Regions from separate parts of the Muntiacus reevesi genome. Here regions 1 and 3 are each linked to region 2. A link is a contact called in public Hi-C data. All regions are on one chromosome and are shown on one strand. The core of a region is the stretch at or near the end of the contact, and the rest is flanking DNA. Distances in the headings are between cores, read along the strand shown.

What was found. Hi-C and Micro-C count contacts between places; a contact is called where the count stands out from the background.
Region 1: a Hi-C map of blood shows a contact between it and region 2, with 2.9 times the contacts expected there. The contact joins the promoter of AP4B1 here to the promoter of MAGI3 in region 2. A contact is called at or near these places in 2 of 3 Hi-C or Micro-C datasets (blood and muscle).
Region 3: a Hi-C map of blood shows a contact between it and region 2, with 5 times the contacts expected there. The contact joins the promoter of RSBN1 here to the promoter of MAGI3 in region 2. A contact is called at or near these places in 2 of 3 Hi-C or Micro-C datasets (blood and muscle).

Annotation. Positions count from the first base shown.
Region 1 is chr1:91,636,018-91,638,829 of mMunRee1.1, reverse strand. AP4B1 (adaptor related protein complex 4 subunit beta 1) reads right to left here and starts at 1,291. Exons shown (of 11, transcript XM_065906721.1): 1 at 1,102-1,291; 2 at 828-1,015. The coding sequence starts at 940. DCLRE1B (DNA cross-link repair 1B) reads left to right here and starts at 1,594. Exons shown (of 4, transcript XM_065906680.1): 1 at 1,594-2,022. The coding sequence starts at 1,834.
Region 2 is chr1:92,103,595-92,106,636 of mMunRee1.1, reverse strand. MAGI3 (membrane associated guanylate kinase, WW and PDZ domain containing 3) reads left to right here and starts at 1,504. Exons shown (of 21, transcript XM_065906784.1): 1 at 1,504-2,363. The coding sequence starts at 2,048. It overlaps LOC136162791 (a long non-coding RNA gene), which reads right to left and starts at 1,224. Exons shown (of 3, transcript XR_010662169.1): 1 at 1,106-1,224; 2 at 586-904.
Region 3 is chr1:91,729,299-91,732,334 of mMunRee1.1, reverse strand. It overlaps RSBN1 (round spermatid basic protein 1), which reads right to left and starts at 1,457. Exons shown (of 7, transcript XM_065906741.1): 1 at 752-1,457. The coding sequence starts at 1,457. It overlaps PTPN22 (protein tyrosine phosphatase non-receptor type 22), which reads right to left. Exons shown (of 21, transcript XM_065906692.1): 21 at 2,513-3,036.

The DNA of each region.
Region 1 (2,812 bases), core at 42-2,541, 470 kb after region 2:
AAATGAGAGCAAGATGACCTAATACTCTGCTGTTGTTTTAGTCACTCAAGACCTGATACTTTGTTGCTCTTTAGTTGCTAAGTCATATCCGACTCTTTTTGCAACCTCATGGACTGTAGCCTGCCAGGCTCCTCTGTCCATAGGATTTTCCAAGCAAGAATCCTGGAGTCGGTTGCCATTTCCTTCTCTAGGGGATCTTCCTGACCCAGGTATGGAATTGGAGTCTCTTGCATTGGCAGCGGATTCTTTACCACTGAGTCAGCAGGGAAGCCCTGACCTACTCTTAAACTATGGTAATTCTTTTTTATAAAGAAACCAGAACAGCAGTGCCAAGTTTTTAAAAAGAGGATGGATATTTAGAACCATAAGTCCATACCACCTGACTTGAGCAGTGAAGATCAGGTGTCATCAAGACTGACTCCCACACTTGGTCAGCTGGGTGGTGACATTTATCAACACAATACAAGCAGAAGAGCAGGTCTGGGAAGGTGGAGGGAAGAAAGCAGGTGCTATTTTGCATGTCTTTGAAGACATATCCAGGCAGAAATACCAAGCAAGCAACAGGATGTGTGAGTCTGAGGATAAAAAAGGACGTCTGTACTAGATATAGATCAGCAGTACAAGGTCAAGATATGGATGAAACCACCCAACTGAGTAAAAGAAGCAAAATATGCCCCACAGGGGAGACTTAGATGTCATTCCAGAGAAGCAGAAAGACCAAACCATACAACTGCCATGCATGAAAGTTTATTAATTCTTTCTGCGCAGCCATGGGGAGAGAGGCCTGGTGGGGACGGCAATGGGGAAATTAGGGCGTTAGGTGATACCTAATCACTCGCTGGATGACACTCCGATAGCGCAGCCTATCAGCCTGAATGTGAGGATTACACAGAGCCTTCTTCAGCTCCTTCACCACGTCCTCGGAGCCAAGGTACGGCATGTTCTCCAACAGTCACGGGGCAGTTCCCACAGATCCCTAGGGAACTCGGGCTCCTTCTAGCCCTGATGTGAGGACCTGGGTAAAGGAAATGTCAGTCAGTGAAGGGACAACAGGCGCGATCTTGCCCCAGCCTTGTCTTCCCCAAGGCCCGCAACCAGGACCTAGCATACTCAACTTCAACCCTCTTGCTTCCGGGAGAGGCCCACCCGAGGCTTTGCGGTTCTATCCCGGGACCTGCAGGCTGGTTCGCTCCGCCCACAAAACTCTGCCCAACCTCTAGGTCCTCGGCCTGATTTCCAGCCCCGCAGCCCACTGTCCGTGAACCCCTCCCTCTCCAGTTCCAGCCTTTCTCGCGCCTCCACGCGGTTGCCATCACCTAGAGGCCCAATCAAGCTCTCTGCGGAAGTCCCGCCTCCTCCAGAGGGACCGCGTAGAGCGGCTGCCAATCACCCTCTCCCAGGGAGCGCCGAGCGCAGCCTGGATCCCGACCTTTGGGTGCCCTTCCCCCAACCTCTCACCTCCCGGCGCAGCCGCGCGGCTCCCTCTGGTGGAGCTGCTGCGGGCAATCGGAAGTTGGCTACTTCGGCCTGTCTCCGCCCAGCAGCGCGCGCTTTGAGTGCCGGGCTTTGGCCCCTGGTCCTGCGCGTCCGGGGGAGTGGCGCTCAGTTGGGCGCCTTCTGCGGTTTGAGATTCCACCCAAACTCCTACCAGCAAGGTCACTTCCTTCTTTCTGCCCAGTCTAGCCATTCATTCCCTCAGTGGGCTGGCTTTTCCTTACGGTCTCTAGCCCTGTTCTTGCCCCAGCATGTTTTTTTTCAGGGCGGCATGGTAGGAGCCTCACACAGGAACTCTGTTCCCATAAAGAACCCACTGGTGACTCGAACCCCGCCACCATGAATGGGGTCTTGATCCCTCATACGCCCATCGCGGTGGACTTTTGGAGCTTGCGCCGGGCTGGCTCCGCCCGACTCTTCTTCCTGACCCACATGCACTCGGACCACACCGTGGGTCTGACTAGCACCTGGACCCGGCCCCTCTACTGCTCCCCAATCACGGCTTACCTCTTGCACCGTCACCTACAGGTATGGGGGGTTGGAGTCGGCCTAGGAGAATTAGTCCTGGCATCTGGGTGGGGCCTTCCGATCTGTCAGTCCTGGAGTCATAGATTTGTGGCCTGGAGAACTGATTTTTACCAAAGCGACAGTTTTGGGGAACCCAGAAATGCATATTAAACCCAGAACAAGAGTGGTTTCCAACTGGCCGGCTTGGGATGTTTCAGCGATAAAACTGGGGAGGACTTCTAGGCCTGTCAAGGAAACTGTTCCTACCTCTAAACATAAGCTAGGCCAGTGTTTTCCCATCTTGGCTCCTAAGAATTCATCTAATGTTCTGAGTAAATAGATTCTTCAGTGCCTCCCTCCTCCCGCATTTGAATCAGTAGACATAGCTGATGCAGGTCCTGGAAATCTGGCTGGAATTTTTTTAACAGGCACCCCCCAAGGGCTTCCCTGGTGATTCAGACGGTGAAGAATCCGCCTGCAATTCGGGAGACCTGGGTTGGATCCTGGGGTCGGGAAAATCCCCTGGAGAAGGACGTGGCAACACACTCCAGTATTCTTGCCTGGATAATTCCATGGACAGAGGAACCTAGTGGGCTACAGTCCATGGGGTGGCAAAGAGTTGGCCATGACTAAGTGACTAAGCACAGCACTCCAAGGGATTATTATGGTTTGGAAAGTTGAAGAATGGTTAAGTAGACTTGCTTTCTGGACTCAATTTAGCCTTTTAGGAAGGATGGGGTAGAGAGAGGGAGGAGGAAGAGAGGACTGTGATCCCTATCACAGCTTCTGATCCAGGGAGGTATCAGGGAGG
Region 2 (3,042 bases), core at 255-2,754:
AAAGTGAAAGTATCCTAGCTCAGAGGAAACACTTTCCACCTGAGGACAAGGTGACCTGGAAGAGATGGCATTTGGGCTGAGAATGGATAGAATTGTTTTAAATACAAAGACAGGGGAGAGTGTGAGCCAAATCAGGGAGGAGAGAAAGCTTAAGAAGAGGTTGTGAAAAATTAGTGCTGGACGGGCCTAACATGTCCTTTATTCACTATTAGTTCTCTCTCCACATCCTTTACAGGTGAGTGAACTTGAAACTGAGATTTGGCCAAGGTCAGATAGCAAGTAAGCAGCATGCCAGGATGCCAGCCCGGGTTTGCTGTGGTTCCTAATCCACATTACAGCCCATCTTCCTTCCCCCCACCCCTACCCCCCGCCCTGCCCCACCCCTCCGCCTCCTCCCCCTCCCACCCCCAGCAGTCTCTCCTACTAGACTGTGATCTCCTAGAGAACAGGACTTGCGTTTTCCTCACTCTTGAATCCCAGTATTCTAGCAGTGTCTGACATAAAATCGTCCTCCTTTTCATCAGCAACTAAATGGTAAGAAGTACCTACTCCGTGCCAGGCCCTATACTGATATTTTATAGGTACCTCATGTAATCTTTACAACAACTTCAGTTCAGTCGCTCAGTCGTGTCCGACTCTTAGCGACCCCACGGACTGCAGCACGCCAGGCTTCCCTGTCCATCACCAACTCCTGGAGCTTGCTCAAACTCATGTACAACAACTTGGGAGGGTATAATTATCTCCACTTATCAGTCGAAGATGCTGTGGCTCAGAGAGGTTGTCCAATTTGAGGTCACACAGCGGTATGCAGGACTCTGTTTTACCTTCCATCAACCAGACTCCGGAGTCTTTGCCTCAAAGGATAACTTTTGCTGAAGAAATGAACGAACGAGAAACGTTGACTCTGAAGAAATGAACGAACGAGAAACGTTGACTCACTTTAAGTGGTCGGCTGTAACTGGCTACCCCGAGGCTCTGCCACCTCTGTCCTCGGACTCAGCATGACGCCTGCCCTCCAAAGTACCCCAGCTAGTCTCAGTACCCCGTGAAGATAGGCGCCCAGGCTCCGCCCCTACTCCACCTAGCCCGCCAGCCATGCCTCCACCTCGGGCAGTTCGGCAGCTCTTTTATCCGAGTTTTCCCTTTGCTCCGGCCGCCGCACCGAGGGCCTCTCTCAGCCCTGCGTTCTGGAGCCTGTCCCACTCCCCTGCCCCTCCTTCTCGCCCTCCCTGACTCCTCAAACTTTCTTCCACCCTCTTTAAACTTCAGTCATCCTAGTGCCCGCCTCCTTCACTTTCATTAGCCAATCGGTGGTTAGAGTTCTCGTCGGGGATCCGCCCCCTTTCCTCCGAGGGCCAATCCCCAGCGAGAGTGTCGAGTGCTTGGGCTCTTTCCCAAGCGCCTGGCCCGTGACGGCAGCGCGCCGGGCGCCGCGCGGCGGGAGGGGGCGGGGCTCTGGATGAGGGATGGGCGAGGGCGGGGGGAAGGGAAGAGGGAGGAGGAGGAGGTTGCGGCGGGTTTGAAAGCGGCAGTTTCCTGGCAGCTTGGGCAGGCGTTGGTCTCCGCGATCCAGCTCCGCAGCGGCCACGATCGATCCTGCGACGGGTCAACGCGCGCTTCTGCGCGCCCCCGACGGATTTTTCCCGGTTCCGGCTCTCCCGCTTCACCTCCCCGCCCCCCTGCTTCTGCCTTTCCCGCCGCTCCCGCGCGGAGCCCGGGGGCCAGCCGTCGGCTGTGACCCCGCCCGAAACCCCTCCGGAGCCGCCCGGGGACAATCCCCTTCTCCTTTCTTCAGCCTAACCCGGGTGGCCCTCGCGGAGCCCGGTCAGACCCGGAGATCGCCGCCGGGAGAGGTGTCCGAGGGGCGTCTCGGGGTTCGGAGCGGCCCGGCCCCCGGCGGGCTGTGGTCGGCGAGGGGGACGCCGGAGCTGCGAGGCCCCCCTCGCCGGGCTGCGCGGGCCGCCCGGGGCCCCCAGGCTGAGAGGGGGCCAGAGCGGCGCCCCCGCCGCCCGCGCGGGGTCTCCCCCATGGTGCAGCGGGGTTCGTGATGTCGAAGACGTTGAAGAAGAAGAAGCACTGGCTCAGCAAGGTGCAGGAGTGCGCGGTGTCCTGGGCCGGGGCCCCGGGCGACTTGGGCGCCGAGATCCGGGGAGGTGCGGAGCGCGGTGAGTTCCCCTACCTGGGGCGGCTCCGCGAAGAGCCCGGCGGGGGCACCTGCTGCGTCGTCTCGGGCAAGGCGCCCAGCCCCGGAGATGTGCTGCTGGAGGTGAACGGGACGCCTGTCAGCGGGCTCACCAACCGGGACACCCTGGCTGTCATCCGCCACTTCCGCGAGCCCATCCGTCTCAAGACTGTGAAGCCAGGTACGCCGGCCCCTTCTTTCTGTCGCGGAGTGGGGGGAGTCCGCGGTGGGCGTCTGGGGCGCGGCAGCCCCACCCCACCGCTTGTCATCAAGGGTAATCCTGAACCTCCAGGGTGTGCCGGACTCCCTGTCAATGGGGAGGGCTGGCGGTGCTGATTCCCATTTTGCGGGTAGGAAAACTGAGCTCTGGCTTGGGCGGGCTACCCTGTTAGCTGTCACAGGATTGCCACCAGAAGCTGGGTTTTCTTAGTTCGTAGCTCCATCTCCCGCCGCAGTGTTTGACTAGAGAAAAACCAGCGTTTTTCTGTTCTCCTTTGTGGAAGAGGTCCTCCGGATTGTTGCATATTCTTTGGAACAGTCTTAATGCATTTTCTTATAGAGGAAAAGATCTTTATTACTAAGGCACTTGGTGCCAAGGTTACCACCTAGTGTACCTGAGAGAGCGTAGCTGCTTCAGTGTTCCTTGTACACTAGCAACACCTCGGAGCTGACAGCCTAACTCTTGTCAGCTCAGGTGGTTCAGGTGTCTGTGTACCGGTTGTGTACAATATGCGATTTGTGGCAGAATGGTGTGTTTTTTCAGGGAGCTGTTGAGTAGTCTGGGTTTCGAAGGAAGACCTAGGTGCCTCCCGGAGTAAAATCTTTTGTAAATCTTTGATTTTACGGAATTTTGTTGAAGT
Region 3 (3,036 bases), core at 208-2,707, 370 kb after region 2:
ACATTTTCTGGATTATATTCTTGACTTTAGTAAGTTTACTGGAAATAAATAAATTCTCAATTTGTTGTGCCAGGTAAATTAAAATGCAACTGGAATTCTTGTCTCTACTATCGCCTACTGAACATTTCCACTTTTCAGAGGCTCGGCTGGTCCTATTTTCCAGGATCAAAGAGGAGAGAAAACCCTTTCCTGAAAATTAAATATGATTTTTACCTACACATAAAAAAAAAAAAGAGATAAACTATTTTATTTGATATCTCATCTTTCAGAAGCTAAGGCAACCTAGAAGCTAAGTCGAGCTAATTAATCTCGGTAAAAATTCAAACTCCTTAATAGCCCCAAACCATACTCGTTAATATTGTGGAGCTTTCCATCAAGAAAAACAGGGAAGGGGGGGCATTTTAGCGACAAGCCTTTACTTTAGACAGTTTTTAATACCCCACTTACTATCTATCCCATGCCAAGGATCGCGCGGCGCGGAAACCCTGGCGATTTTGAAAACAAACGTCGGTAAAGGCTCCGGGAGGGGGGAATGGTAAGGGGGTTAGTAACTGACAGCTCGGCCTCGAAGCAAGAAGCTTCAAGTAGGTCAGACGGTTCGAAATCCAGGGTCCACCCCAGTGGGCTTAGGGGAGGAGAGCAGCAGGAGGTAAGCGGAGGGCAGGCGTCTCTCAGGATTAAAGGGGCGGGATATCGCAACAGAGAGAGACCCAGATAGAGCCCGAGCTCGGGGCAGTTCGGCTGTTCTCACCTCTCTTGGGGGCCTTGAGCAGAGGCACCCCTCCTGTCCTCTCGCCGTTTTCCTGCTTGTCCTTGCGCTTGAGCTCTCCCGGAGCGCAGGGGCCGGGGTCACCATCAGAGCCGCGGTGGTGATGGTGCTTGTGCCGCTCCTTGTGGCCCTTATGCTTGGGCCCGGCTGCGCTCACCGTCAGGGGCGAGAAGGTGAAGAGGGCCGAGGTGCCCGGGGCCGGGAGCGGGGCAGCGACAGCGGGCCCGGCGGGTGCCAGCGAAGGTGGCGGCGGAGGCGGCAGGAGCAGAGGCTCAACAGGGCCTGGGACGGTTGGGGCTGCATTCGTTGGCGGCAGCGGCCCGGGATGTTGGCGGCTGCGACGCCGCCGGTGAGGGGGAGCGAGAGGGGGGTCCTGGCTCGGCCGCCCCCGCTTCTCCTGAGACCCCCCGCTGCTCGCTCGGCGCTGCCGCTTCACTCCCCGCGGCGAGACCCCAGCGTGGGGTTTCTCCTTCGCGTCTTTGTCCGCCTCCTCCTGCGCCGCCACCGCCCGTACTACGCGCACCGCTCCGACCTGCGCAGCCATTTCACCCACAAACACACATTTAAATGGCCCGACCGCCCCCCCGTCCGCGTATCGCGCAAGCGCCGCCCGCGCACGGCCCGCTGGGCATTGGAGTCTCTCCCCCACCCTCCACTTCTCGGCCATTCTTCGTCCAGAGCTGAACATGCCGGAAGTGGCACTTCCCGGCGCTTCTCCGCAGGCCCCTCCGACCGAGCTCTATTGTAAAGCACCCAAGGCCGCGCAGAGCCTCACGGGAGCGGTAGTTCCCCGCGCCCCCGCCGCGTCGCTGGCTCGTCGAGCCGAGGAGCAGAAAGAGAGCGTGCGCCGAGTCACGCTTCGGGCTGCGACGCAACCGCCGCTGGGCGGAGAGTTGCCGCCAACCGCCTTAACGGCCGAAACAATGTTAATAGATTTCGAAGTCTGTCGGCGCGTTCCCATTATCGTCTCCGTGTGCCCCTTCGTCATTTTACACGGAGTAGGTGGTCTCCATAGTTTCTTTTCTGTTCGCTATTCCTCTCATAACCTTTGTGAGGTAAAAGAATCTCCGGCCTTTTACAACCCTGGACAAGCGATGAGATGCAGAGGAAAAGGGAACGTAGTAACATAGCAAATGAGGGCAGTTTTGCTTTAAGGTAGAATGGAGCTGCAAATCAGACATTTCTGAACCTCTTCCTGGGCAGTAATTGCTATGGTTACAAGCACAGGCGCGACAAGGCAGGTGCAAGAATTGCCTGAGAGCCTGCTGCGCGCCGCCCACCTCTCCGACGAGTCGCAGCCCCTCTAGTGCCTGGAAAGGTAGAGTCTATCCATTATTTTAAATCCATTCCTGCAGTTGCGGAAAAATTCCAGATGGAAAAGTATGTTTTGAAATTTCTTAAGATTTTTTCAAATTGTAAATATACGGCTGCATAAATTTGAGAAGTGTGTCTACCATAGCCTACTCCAGAAATCATACTACTCACCAAGTTTTCTGCCCGGAAATGTATTTACAGTTTGATCGTCACGTTACAATTTTACCGCCTCGATAAAGATATTTGGAAGTAATTGATTACAATAAACTACTCAAGATAAAATCACTGTGGTTTGATACCACTAGTATCAAGAAGTATTCAGATCAGTGAACACTATGAAGTTAGTTTAAAAACCAGAAAGTTTATTGAGCACCTCTTGTATACAGTACACTATACAATAAAAAGGTAATATTTCATCTGATGTGTGTCTTCATTGGGATTCCTAGTGAACAATATTGAAGAACAAATGTCTATTTCATTTTCATAAAGTTATAAATTTTTAAGTGAAATCATTATTAGTCAAGGGGAATCCTTTGTAATAATCACCCACTAACTTGTTTGTTATATACCTACTGAGATTTGAAAGATCAACTTTCTTAAGGCAAATCCATATTAATATAGAAAAAATTTTAACTAGTAGTACCTCTGGTTAGTTGGATATAAGTTGTATATGTTTTACAGGACCTTTAAAATGAAAAAATGCTACTGTATAAACAAAGCATGTTTATACAGCTACTGTGTTGTTTTGTTTTGTCTTTATTTATTTTTGATTGAAGGATAATTGCTTTACAATATTGTCTTTGTTTCTTCCCTACATGAATCAGCCATAGGTAAGCATGGTCACTTCCCACTTGAACCTCCCTCCCACTTCCCACCCTACTATTTTGCTGATTATTTTTCTAGATTTGGTAATTGAACAACTTTGGCTAAAGCTTATCAGGAATTGAACATCT